Linked DNA regions of Hordeum vulgare: region 1 is linked to region 2. The links are chromatin contacts, called in public Hi-C maps. All regions are on one chromosome and are shown on one strand. The core of a region is the stretch at or near the end of the contact, and the rest is flanking DNA. Distances in the headings are between cores, read along the strand shown.

Region 1 (6,887 bases), core at 995-3,494, 210 kb before region 2:
ATGGATGCGGCCGCGCGTCCGTCACGCCCGCCAGGTGTTCGGCAATTTGCCTGGGCGATGGACTCTGACGACGAGGAGGTGTTCGCGACACTATTGGAGGAGGAAGCCGATGCCGACGCCCATGATGAAGAGCACCTCATGGTCCTCGCCCCTCTGGCCGGCCTGTTCGCGAGCAATGCAAAGCCACGGCGAGGTGGCTCAGCGCCAGGCCCACTGAAGGCAAAGCAAGGGAAAAACTATCCATTTGCTTGACAAGGGATGTACAAAGGCGTCAAAGGAGGTTGCAGTGTGGTACTTGAAGATGTGGTCACACATGACCTCCGGATTTGGCACTCCTTCTTTGGTATGCCAGGAACTCACAATGACATCAGCGTACTGCAGTGTTCGAATGTCTTTGCTAAGCTTGTTGAAGGTCATGCTCCTCTGGTTAACTACGAGGTCAATGGGCACCACTACAACAAGGGATACTACCTAGCAGATGACATCTATCCGAGATGGTCCATATTTATGAAGACTATCTCAAATCCTGCACCACGAGGCAAGAACTCCTATTTTTCCAAGCGTGGATATCGAGCGGGCATTTGGTGTGCTTCAATCTCGTTTTGCTGTTGGCCGGGACACCGCTCAGACCTGGTCGAAAGATCAAATGTGGGAAGTCAAGACTTGATGTGTGGTCTTGCACAACATGATCATTGAGAGCGAGTAGGAGGAGCCAGTGTTTGACACTAAACCATATTACATGCAAGGTCCTCTTGCCCAAGTTGATCATGAGCTACCGGCAACCTGGACTGTCTTTCACAACATGCGTTAGGAGATCCGAGACCCACACGTGCATTAACAATTGCAACACGATTTGGTGGAGCACCTATGGAGGCTCAAGGGCAACGCCTAGCTCAATTTTTGATTTGTATTGACTTGTTAAGCTATTTTTTGATTTGTATTGATTTCTGTGATGAACTATGTGATAAAAAAATAACTATTGTTATTCAATTTGTGTCGAAGCATGCTGAATATGGGCCAATTTTACACCGAAAGTGGGCCGAAAGCGGCGACTGGGGAAGCCCTTGGGGGGGGGGGGGGGGGCTGGGAACCCAAGCCCCCACACCGTTTTTCCACCGGCGCACCCCCAGGCAGCACTATTTCAGGCCCCTGTGGGGGCGAACGGCTGGAGATGCTCTTAGACCAGAGGTGTGCATCATCCTGGATATACTGAACCACCAGTAGGAAAGTAGAGGACTGAATCGAGTCAAGGACACATGCGTTATGTGTTTTCACCATGCCCATGCCGTGAGAATGAGGACCAAGGAAGGCCTTTATAGAGAAAACACGGGTGCTTCGGGTCAGTGGCGGAGACAGAGGGGGCACGAGAAGGGGGCTTGGCCCCCCTTAAGAGCAACCCCAACCGGCCGACACAAACGGATGACGTTTTTGTCCGTTTGGGTCGGCCCGACGGACATCAACATCGACTTCCGTGTTTGGGTCGGCGCGTGCGCCCAACGCTGGCCCGACCCATTTTGACGACGCGTAATTTTTTTACAGATATTTCTGAAAATAAAAAAAGCATAAACTAAACATTAAAGCTAGCCACGAAGGCTGGCGAGAGTCCACACGTCCCCAACTCCCCATTATGTTAAACTACGCGCTACCCTAGGCGTCCTCTTGTCGGCGTCGAGGCCGGTGAGGTTAGGTTGTGCTGGCGCGCGCAGTGTTGGTGGCAACGGTGGCGGCGGTAGCGCAACACGGGCGCGCTCCTCCGCCAGGCGCAACGCCCTCCTATGCTGGAGGTAGGCGACATCTTCTGGGCGCAGCGCGCGGTGATAGACGACGGGGGCTCGGATTAAAAAAGGCCAACCGCGATCGCTCACGCGTGGGCCCGAGGAGGATGACCGTCATTAATTAAGTTGACCGCGGATAGTTGGATGACCGACGGGTGTGGATGGGACGGACACCGAGAGGGCACGCGTGTCCGCTTCGCGTCCGCGCCAACACATTTCCATCTCAAATTTGGGCCGGAAATGGGTTGGCGCGGACGCGAAGCAGACATATTAACACGAAAAGTTTCAGAAAAATATGGATCAAGTTTGAGAAAAAGACGAGAACACGAAATTTAGCCGCAGGAGGTCACTCACCAATGCGCGGGAGACAGATGGGTTCTTTGGATACTTGTGGACTGGAAGGATGGTTCGCGCAATCAGTTACACCATGAGGCTTGTTCTGCAAATGTTCCATCGGCCCACATCCTGTTTCCTCTTTCACATCCAACGGCTAGCGCCACCCAGGATGCTCATGCTCGTCGCCGCAGCACGGCTGCCTCTTCTCGCCTCCCAGCCTCGCCGGCGAGATCCGCCGCGGCCACCGAAGGCGCTCGCCGCCATACTGCGCTCGCGCGTCATTGCCTGCCTCCGCGCGCAAGAGTAAGCGAAAGGCTGTCCTCCGCCCGGTCCACGCTGCACGCCACCTGTTCGGCGCTTGGCCTCGCCGGAGCAGAGCCCAAGGATTCGCGGCTGACCCTTGTCTCCTTCGCTCCCCCCTTGCAGCGGCGAGACGGCGATGCAGGCGGCCCACGCGGCAGTTCGCGGCGGCGTCTCCGTGGTGAGTCAGTTGCTCCGATGCATTCTCTGGTTTCGCCGGGCGCGTGGAGTCGTAGGGTGTTCTCTGTTCTGAATATATTGTTTGCTTGTAAAGGAGTATTTCCTTGCCTGTTGCTTGCAAATGAGGAACCATCCATGCCAGACTTTTCTTTACATGCTAGCATTGTTTTGTTCATTTGGTGTTTTATTATTTCTTGTCTTGGTGCTAACAAACATATGCAATGTTGTTCAGCTAGAAATCGTAATGTCCACTCCTGGAGTGCTAGAGGTGGGCCTCTCTCGCAATTCGTCTGCAACTTTTGCCCATTAACCATTATCGTTGCTGCTTGCTAGCTTTTGATTCATCGATAAATCTTCAAAACAGGTTGTTGAGGATCTTTGTAGGAGTTATCCTTCCTTGACATTTGGGGTGAGTCTTTGGCATTTGCATCATTCCTTGAACATATGGCTTGTCAGCTAACTGCCATATATATATATATGTGTTGTGAAGCCTGGTCTTTTTATATAATCTTCAAAACGTGATACTCTTATTACCAAGTACCATGTCCATGGCTTTTACAGCCTTTACACCTGAACTTTTAAGACTTGCCGTGTGAGTGTCGCAATGCCCCACTGCGTTTCTTGGAAAGTAATACTCACAATTTACTACTCCATCAAAGCTGTCCCACACAACCCCTGCATGCTAACTATAAGCAACAGTGTTAGGTTGCTTATGATGCATTCTGATCTTCCTGCACTCTATACTTAGGTTGGTACGGTCCTCAATGCTGATGATGCAAGGAAAGCCATTAGAGCTGGTGCACAGTTTCTCATGAGCCCTGGTACAGTCATGGTAAGAGTTATAGTAGTATTGCATTTGTAATAATGTTTATTTTGCTACAAATGCACGTGTTTCCCATAGTCTGTGATTACTGGTTATGCACATCACTAGGGACATTCCGTGTACAGTTTGGCAAGGTAACATATTTGATATTAGAGATCCTTACAGGCCTGTAGTATAGGATTTAGGGTGCCAATAATTTATTGCAAATTTGATCCATTTGCTTCCAATTACTTCAGTATATCTAATACTCCTAGAAATCTATCATCTGCTATTTGGTGATTGTAGTGTTTGCATCCTACACAGTATATAAATGTTAATTGATTCTTTCAATCTTATTGTTTAAGGAAATACTTTATGATCTTGATGGAAGTGAAATTCTATATATTCCAGGAGTGCTGACACCAACTGAGGTATGTACTACATTCCACATACGAACTTGCATGACATTTAGTGATGCTGGCGGTGAAATTTAGAGTAGTGGACATAATTTTATTCTCACATCGTTGTTATATTTGGCTTTGCAGGTTATATCTGCTTACAATGCTGGTGCTAACGTCGTTAAGGTTCCATGACTTATACCTCTCCTTGTAGTTATAGTAAAGACATATCAGAGCATCAACAATATATTAGATGATAACTTTTGTCAGATATTGTAAAACAATGTACTTTTTCACGACCATTTTGTATGTCACTTTCTTTTGTGATGAATAAATGTGTTAGTTTTCCGTTCTGCTTATAGGCATATGACACTAGGTTGTTTTTGTGGTCTGCTTTAATTAGGTGTACCCAGTTTCAGTGATGGGTGGAGAGATGTACATGTCTGCTCTAAAGAAACCATTTCCTCTTGTACCAATGGTTGCTTCTCAAGGAATTACCATAGGTAAGTAGCCTTGTCTAGCATCCATCATGGGCCCCTATTTCCTCTATTTTCTTTTCCTTTTTTTTTTTTGCGAATATCGTCCCTACTTTCTGTTGGTGTCTAAGTAGCAACCTCCACATGTTTGTTTCATAATACTGAGACTCTTTCAAAGAAACAGAGTAATTGCGCAACTTATTCAAAGTGTAAATATCGGTTAGCTGTATGAAACTATTCACTTTGATGCTATGGCCACTGTCGTATACAGGTTCAATCAAGTCGTACATGGAGGCAGGGGCATCTGCAGTGGTGCTGTCCGATGCTATCTTTGGCAAAGAGTTGATGAGAGAAAGGGATTTCATAGGAATTTCAGCGCTTGCAAATCAGGCCACTTTACAGGCATCACAGCGTGGAAGATGAGGCAAAACCAAAAACCGACTACTGTGCAAGCATTGCAGTTCAGAAAATGGGATATAGTGCTTTTCTGATATTGCTTGGCTTGGGATTAACAATACCATCCACTTACATTCCCTGCTCTCCATGAGAAGAGGTAAAACAACTGAAATTTTATCAAGAGATAGAACAACTGAAATTTTATCAACGGGTAAAGTAGAAATGGTTTAATCTGTTCTGAAGAAAACTAAGAATGATATCTCTTTTCAGGAAGAAGTCGATTATGTTTCCCTGGTACTGAGGCCCTCACCGTCCGGACGGTCTCTTCAGTCGGCTCGCCACCGTTGCTGCCCCAGTGTTGCCAACAGATGGCTAGTTAACATAGGAGATTAATCCAATCTCATTCAGCTGCTGCTACCACTCCACAAGTCCACATTCATTGACTGTTATCAACTTTTATTATGCCTAGTAAGTACCCAGCTCCAGCACTACTACATGCATCCTGAAGAAACCCTGGACCTCACGCACAGTGCATGGCTACGGGGGGTCACGCACAGTACGTATGTGGGTAGGCAGTTGGGCGTGGGTTGGAGATCAAGCGGGTGGGCTCAAAATGGCGATGGCGCGTCCTTGTCTTCATTTCTGTTCGCCACAAGTTCATAGCAGAAGAACATGTTATATCAAGTCATATCAGTAAAATGGAACAGGAAAAGACAGAAGAGGGAATAATCCTTTAAAATCAACCAGAAACGAATAAAAAACATCATGAATATACGTTTAATTACATGTTTGCAGTTTCAGGTATAGAACATAGTATAGCTAGTAAAAGAAAAAAGGAACAAGTCGGAAAACGAAGAACAAGTTGTTTCCGGCACAAAAAGAGGGCACTAGCGAAATGGATACCAAGGTGAAACAAAGTGGTAAAATGAATGCTGGACATACCGCTACTCTGACCAGAATACTCCAAGGCTAATTGGAAAGAACCTACCAGAATGTAAGAAAGGTGTAAAATACATACTGATTTTGTAGCTACAAAAATGTAAGAAAGGTGTAAACATTGAAACCACACATTAATACAAGATTTATTACGGTAATTTTTTAACACATACAAATTGATTGGAAAAGAATATCAAAACTTGCACTGTGCGCTAAAATGTAACAACTTGATTATATTTTTTCATAGTAAGTAATATTAATATGAGTAGCAAAAATATTACTCCCTCCGTTTCAAAATATAAGACCTTTTAGAAATTACACTAGGAGACTACATACGGAGCAAAATGAGTGAATCTACATTTTAAAATATGTCTATGTACATCCGTATGTAGTTTATAGTGCAATATCTAAAAGGTCTTATATTTAGGAACGGATGGAGTATCATGTAGTGGTTTGATTCGTTACTGAGGAAAAACATTAATGACAATGATAATATAGGCACCACAACTTTTAGAAGTTTTCATCATTTTGGTATTTTTTTTCCTAAAAAAAAACCAAAATGATGAAAACTTCGTAATGATCTCAAGCTGATTTTGTTAGCTGGCGAGAACCGTTGCCCACGGTGCGCTATTTATAAATAATGGTAGGAAGTTATGTGGACAAACATATAAGTTACTCATTTACTGCAACATTTACTCTGCTCCGCAGCGAAGCACAAATGGATGCAGCGTTTATTCTGCCCCGTAGCGAAGCATGAACGATTAGTTGCAAATGTGTTCTGCACATACAATTCTCATTAAATTTGAACATATACTATTTTGTCCCCTTTCAAGCGCGTGGACAAATGAATAAGTGAGGAAACGACAAATGAGGAAGGGAGACATACAAAGCTAAGGCCTAGGCCGCAATACACATCTCGATGCTCACCCACCCAAGAGCAACTAGTTAGCGAACGTTCCTTCGGGAGCCTCCCAGTCAGTGGTGGAGTCAGGATTGAAGCAACCCCCCCAAAAAAAACTCTGAGATGGAAACTCTTTACCAGCAATAACTGCACTCAAAGTACCTCATATCTACCAAAATACCACATGCGAAGACATACAATATGTCTCAATTGCACAGTAGATCTAGAATTTAGACCCAATGCTTATGGATCCTTAAATATGCAAAGCTACATTAAGAGAAAAACACTCTATCTGTCAAAAGAAAACAGACTTCACTTGGATACATACAAAATTATTAGTAATGCTTTACCTGACAGAAATAGGTAAGAAGTTTTTCTGGTGTGTAT
Region 2 (6,615 bases), core at 726-3,225:
GGGATTATACGAATCCTTGGCACTGAGGTTCAAACGATAAGATCTTCGTAGAATATGTAGGATCCAATATGGGCATCCAGGTCCCGCTGTTGGATATTGACCGAGGAGTCTCTCGGGTCATGTCTACATAGTTCTCGAACCCGCAGGGTCTGCACACTTAAGGTTCGACGTTGTTTTATGCGTATTTGAGTTATATGGTTGGTTACCGAATGTTGTTCGGAGTCCCGGATGAGATCACGGACATCACGAGGGTTTCCGGAATAGTCCGGAAACGAAGATTGATATATAGGATGACCTCATTTGATTACCGGAAGGTTTTCGGAGTTACCGGGAATGTACCGGGAACGACGAATGGGTTCCGGGAGTTCACCGGAGGGGGGCAACCCACTCCGGGGAAGCCCATAGGCATTTGGGGGGGTCACACCAGCCCTTAGTGGGCTGGTGGGACAGCCCACCAAACCCCTATGCGCCAAGAGAGAAAAAATCAAAGGAAAGAAAAAAAAAAGGGAGAAGTGGGAAGGGGGAAGGACTCCCTCCCACCAAACCAAGTAGGACTCGGTTTGGGGGGGGAGAGTCCTCCCCCTTGCTCGGCCGACCCCTTGGGGATCCCTTGGACCCCAAGGCAAGGTCCCCCACCCTCCTCCTATATATATGGGGCTTTTAGGGCAGATTTGAGACGACTCTCTCGCGGCTGCCCGACCACATACCTCCATAGTTTTTCCTCTAGATCGTGTTTCTGCGGAGCTCGGGCGGAGCCCTGCTGAGACAAGATCATCACCAACCTCCGGAGCGCCGTCACGCTGCCGGAGAACTCTTCTACCTCTCCGTCTCTCTTGCTGGATCAATAAGGCCGATATCATCGTCGAGCTGTACGTGTGCTGAACGCGGAGGTGCCGTCCGTTCGGTACTAGATCGTGGGACTGATCGCGGGATTGTTCGCGGGGCGGATCGAGGGACGTGAGGACGTTCCACTACATCAACCGCGATCTCTAATCGCTTCTGCTGTACGATCTACAAGGGTACGTAGATCACTCATCCCCTCTCGTAGATGGACATCACCATGATAGGTCTTCGTGCGCGTAGGAAAATTTTTGTTTCCCGTGCGACGTTCCCCATCAGGAGAGGCTTCTGCGGGACGCCAGGGGCTTCTGCGGGCCAGACACGCGGAGGCGACGCCCGTGGCCGCGATGTGGGAGGCCGCGATCCAGACGCAGCGATCCCTTGTAGCCATGGGCTTGCTCGGGCGTCGGCGACTGGTTTTCTTCTTACTTTTAACTGTTTCTTCCCTCGTGTTCTTCTCGATCTCGAAATCGCTCAGATGGAGAGCGTGCTAATAACGTGTTAGAATGAATCCTCTTGTCTTTCATTAGATGAATATGGATATATATACAAGGAGAAGAGATGCAATGAAGAGGCATCTATTCGGGAGAGATGGCAGTTACAAGGGGAGATTACCCATAATTTAACACATGTTAATTAAACTCTAACAGTATAAACACAATTTTGTACTGTATTAAGGTGTGGCAGCCGTCACACCTTGGCCATTGGAGTCCTCCGGCGATGCATGCATGCAAGTATTAAATAAATTATTTATATATAAGAAAACATCATTATTTTTTGTCTCGTTTAATGTTGGTGGTCTTGTATAAGTGCAGTGATGGAGTATGACAAATCTAGTGATATTATTTAGTACCGTTGATAATGATGTTTTTATCGACAAGCTCGATCAAACATCAAAATGTTAACATAGAGTAACAAGCAAACCATGCCTTGTGGACTTGACCGGATGGAGTGGTAGTGGTAGTAGTACCACTTTTCTCATACGTATTTGAAAACGAAACTGCGGATTGATCGGTTGCAAAATTCCAAGCAGCGTCCACCAATCACATGCCGCATAGAAAATTCATCCAGTTGGTCGTACGCGCTAACCCCGAGTATTATATAAACTCCCCCATTGCTGTGCTCTTCTCGCCATCCATCCATCCATCCATCCATCCCTGTCTCCCCCAACCCTCCCTTGTCTTCCCTCCCCCTCTTAACTCCAAGCGGGCAAGCAATGGGGACTCCGAAATGGTGGGTGGTCGCGCCATTGGCGTTGCTGCTCCTCCTGCAGCTCGCCGGCGCGTCCCACGACGTCCGCCGGAGCCTCGAGGCCGAGGCGGCGACGCCGTCCGTGCCGGCCTCCATTCTCAGCCCCCTGCTCCGGACGGGCTACCACTTCCAACCCCCCATGAACTGGATCAACGGTAAGATACTGCTCTTGCCGAACTTGCCTGAATCTTCTCCGCTCTGTCTTCAAGCAAGATATACCTATCGTTCATAAATACACACATAATATGTAGCAAGAACATGTCGGGCCATAGATAGAGAGATACATGTCCGTAATGCCGATGCTTATTTTAGATGTGTGTCTTGTTCGTCATGGGGGCGGATACAACATCACAGACAGCAGATAGGTCTGAGAATTCAAGAAAGATAAGACATACTAGTAGTATAAATTAGAGTAGTTGCTTAGTTTCTGGCGAGTTTGTAGCCAAGTGTTAGTTTGACCAGCAAAAGATTGCAGCCCGGCCGGCCGGCCGGCGAGGGCGTGTCAAAATTGATGGCTTTCTTTCTCTCTCTCTCTCTCGCCGTGGTCGTTAGGGAGTCATGCAGCTGTTTCATTGAGAAAAGTCGAGCTGCAGGTTCAAAGATTTCGTAGTAGCCGACAACGATGGAGTCGTCCAGATCACCATGACACGAATCGTTGCTCCGGATATAATATTACGTCCGATCTGTATTTACGCAGTACTACTATATATATGTATATATGTTAATATTATAGACTTGTTGTTTTGTTTACTACGTAGAGCTTATTGTGATGCTTGGTTCTAACTAGCTTGTTTTTTTTTTCCTTGCCTCTTGTTGGTGTGTCTGATTGCGATTGCTGGGACGGCGAATTAAACTCATGGATTCCAGATCCAAATGGTACGACTTTGCAACCCGTTTCTTGTACTTGTCTCTGTCTTGTACTGTTGCCCACCCAGATCTGTCACTATTTGCATGAATGTTTTGGGAGGTTTGAGCTGAGATGTGTGATGATGAATCTTGGAACAATGAACAGGGCCGCTCTACTACAAGGGATGGTACCACTTGTTCTACCAGTACAACCCCAAGGGCGCGGTGTGGGGCAACATCATCTGGGCGCACTCGGTGTCCCGCGACCTCATCAACTGGATGGCGCTGGAGCCGGCCATCAAGCCCTCCATCCCCACCGACCAGTACGGCGTCTGGTCCGGCTCCGCCACCATCCTCCCGGACGGCACGCCGGCGATGCTCTACACCGGGATCGACCGCCCGGGCACCAACTACCAGATCCAGAACATCGCCTTCCCCAAGGACCCCTCGGACCCGCTGCTCCGGGAGTGGGTCAAGCCCGGGTACAACCCCATCGCCGTGCCGGAGGCCGGCATGAACGCCACCCAGTTCCGCGACCCGACCACCGCCTGGCACGCCGGCGACGGGCTGTGGCGGATGCTGGTGGGCGGGCTCAAGCCCGGCACGCTCCGCGGCATGGCCATCCTGTACCGGAGCCGGGACTTCAAGCACTGGGTCCGCGCCAAGCACCCGCTCCACTCGGCGCTGACCGGCATGTGGGAGTGCCCGGACTTCTTCCCGGTGCGCGAGCCGGGGCACCCCGGCGGCCTCGACGCCTCCGAGTTCGGCCCGCACTACAAGTACGTGCTCAAGAACAGTCTCGACCTCACCCGCTACGACTACTACACCGTGGGCACCTACAACAACAGGACGGAGCGGTACGTCCCCGACAACCCCACCGGCGACGTCTACCAGCGGCTCCAGTACGACTACGGCAACTTCTACGCGTCCAAGACCTTCTACGACCCGGCCAAGAACCGCCGCGTGCTGCTCGGCTGGGCCAACGAGTCCGACAGCGTCGCCCACGACAACGCCAAGGGATGGGCCGGCATCCACGTACGTCCCAACCAATCCCTTCTACCATGTGCTCCGCTCGCTGCATCGTCGTCCTTCCTTAGCAATGTCCAGTTAAATAGTACGTATATGTTTGAACTGACTGGGTGTGCATGGATGGATGTACAGGCAATCCCGAGGAAGATATGGCTGGATCCGAGCGGCAAGCAGCTGCTGCAGTGGCCGGTGGAGGAGCTGGAGCAGCTGAGGGGCAAGGCTGTGAGCGTGGGTGACAAGGTGGTCAAGCCCGGCCAGCACTTTGAGGTCACTGGCCTACAGTCCTACCAGGTCAGTAACACACAAGAATGCATTTGGATTAATATATATTACTATAGCTAGACAAGCAAACGTAGCATTGTTGCCATCAGTGTTGGTCGCTGTCTAGGTAGCTTCTGGTCCATGCGTCGATTCTTCTTGCGTGCCCAATTCCGGCTTGTCCTGGTCAGCATCGGCATCAGCTTCTGGTCCACGGCCGGATTTCGCTAGCTAGATCTTGCTTGCTTGCTTGGTTGGTTGGTTTCAAGCTACCCTCCTATATATGTTTTACATTCACACGTATATCTGCATCCATCATCCTCACCCGCCCACACGATATGAACGGTCTTTTGTCACCTATGTATGTATGTTGTAAATCACGCAACAAGTCAGCCCGTCAATGCCGTGGATGCATCTTGTTGATCCAGATACATAGAGTACATCACTTCCTGCATGCGTGCACTCCAAGTTTCATTTCCAAACAAGCTTCTAATTTTGATATATAGTACTATAGTAATCGATGGACTTGTTTTTTACGTACAGTCTGACGTGGAGGTGAGCTTCGAGGTGGCGAGCCTGGACAAGGCAGAGCCGTTCGATCCGGCCTACGCCAACGACGCGCAGAAGCTGTGCGGGATGAAGAACGCCGACGCCAAGGGCGGGGTTGGGCCCTTTGGCCTCTGGGTCCTGGCCTCTGCCGACCTTGCCGAGAAGACCGCCGTCTTCTTCAGAGTCTTCAAGGATGGATATGGCAAGCCCCTCGTCCTCATGTGCAGTGACCCCACCAAGTATGCATGATTCCACCCACCCAATATCCCCTTTCATCTCCCCTCAACTTCTCACTCGATGAAAAACAATCTCTCTCCATAGATTTCAAGTGTAAATCCATAGGAGGGGGATGTTGCTATTACATTTTAACTCACTTAGCCAATTTCCTTTGTGTGTGTGTGTGGCCACAGATCATCTCTCACCCCGGGCCTATACAAGCCGACGTTCGCCGGGTTCGTCGACACCGACATTTCATCCGGGAAGATCTCCTTGAGAAGCTTGGTACGTAGTACCAAGCAACATCGTTTTTGACCGGTGTATTTCCATGGGATGGGGGTGCTAGAATCGCATGTGTTGACCGACATTCATTTCTGTGTTTTCAGATCGACCGTTCCGTGGTTGAGAGCTTCGGCGCCGGAGGGAAGACCTGCATCCTCTCGAGAGTGTACCCGTCCATGGCGATCGGGAAAGACGCGCATCTCTACGTGTTCAACAATGGGGAGACGGATATCAAGGTATCCCAACTCAAGGCGTGGGAGATGAAGAAGCCCATGATGAATGGCGCCTAAGTTGTACTACATGTTTTCTTGGGGGTTTCGTTTTTGGCTTAGGCATCGTTGTCCCGTTCGATGTCGATTTACAACACATGAGTGATTAATTGCTCGTCTGAAGGCCTCTTTGAGCACGTAGAAGTGGTTAGAGGAATTTGTTGTGCGGTTGATGGCTTCCAACACGTGATGTACGAATAAACAGGAAGATTCCACACTGTTATTAAAGATAATTATAAGATCTTAATGCATTTCTTATTTCCGCCGGTGTCTCTTTGTACTGTGTCAACGGATGAGATCGATGATGCTAACCTGACTCAACTATGACGACATGAGCACAATTAATTGTTTACAAATCTCTTTTCTCAGTGAAGCCAGAAGCACCTGGAAGAGCAGTTGATGTCTTCACCAACCTTCTTTGGCCATTTGGTAAAAGTCAAACAAAAATATGATGCGCACTTTTTTTTTAATGTATGCATGCCTATTAGAGCATCTACATCCAAACACCTTAAATCCGCCTCAAACATTCGGACAGCCCGCTCGATCATTGACAGATCACAAAAAATTGACCCACCTGAATCCTTCATACTCATCTCAAACTCACGAATTAACCGACACCCCTCGTATATATCTCAAATATAAGGACGATATGAGTGTTTGCGGACGGCCCGTGCACGCCCGATCAGTCCGTCACGTAGGATGCAACCCTACACCGGATCATTTTTTTTCTTTCTTTATTCATTCTTTTTTTCTCTCTCTCTTCTTCTTCACCTATCACGTGCAAGAGACCGGATATATGAGAAAAAATATGAGAGGTGTGGCTGCGCGGACGAAAAAATAGGGGTTCAAAACGGACATACCCGGTCACGGTCGTGTCCGTGGACGTTTGTGGGACCGGATTTGCATGTTTTAGCTGTAGATACTCTTACTTCCTATGTTCCTAAATATAACTCTCTTTAGAGATTCATGTACGCCCTACATACGGATGCATGTAGATATATTTTAAAGTGTATATTTATTCTTGTTGTTCTATATGTAGTCTGTAGTAAAATCTTTAAAAACACCTATATTTAGG

What was found. Hi-C and Micro-C count contacts between places; a contact is called where the count stands out from the background.
Region 1: a Hi-C map of leaf shows a contact between it and region 2, with 6 times the contacts expected there. The contact joins the promoter of LOC123447457 here to the promoter of LOC123449925 in region 2. A contact is called at or near these places in 4 of 6 Hi-C or Micro-C datasets (leaf and seedling) and 1 of 1 datasets of contacts at active chromatin or transcription factors (embryo).

The regions. Positions count from the first base shown.
Region 1 is chr4H:598,236,964-598,243,850 of MorexV3_pseudomolecules_assembly, reverse strand. LOC123447457 (KHG/KDPG aldolase-like) reads left to right here and starts at 2,244. Exons shown (of 10, transcript XM_045124060.1): 1 at 2,244-2,414; 2 at 2,538-2,592; 3 at 2,824-2,859; 4 at 2,956-3,000; 5 at 3,340-3,423; 6 at 3,759-3,824; 7 at 3,939-3,977; 8 at 4,195-4,294; 9 at 4,539-4,820; 10 at 4,934-5,157. The coding sequence starts at 2,281. The coding sequence ends at 4,690.
Region 2 is chr4H:598,030,836-598,037,450 of MorexV3_pseudomolecules_assembly, reverse strand. LOC123449925 (beta-fructofuranosidase, insoluble isoenzyme 1-like) reads left to right here and starts at 1,975. Exons shown (of 7, transcript XM_045127295.1): 1 at 1,975-2,246; 2 at 2,959-2,967; 3 at 3,104-3,972; 4 at 4,099-4,257; 5 at 4,768-5,012; 6 at 5,184-5,274; 7 at 5,376-5,798. The coding sequence starts at 2,057. The coding sequence ends at 5,561.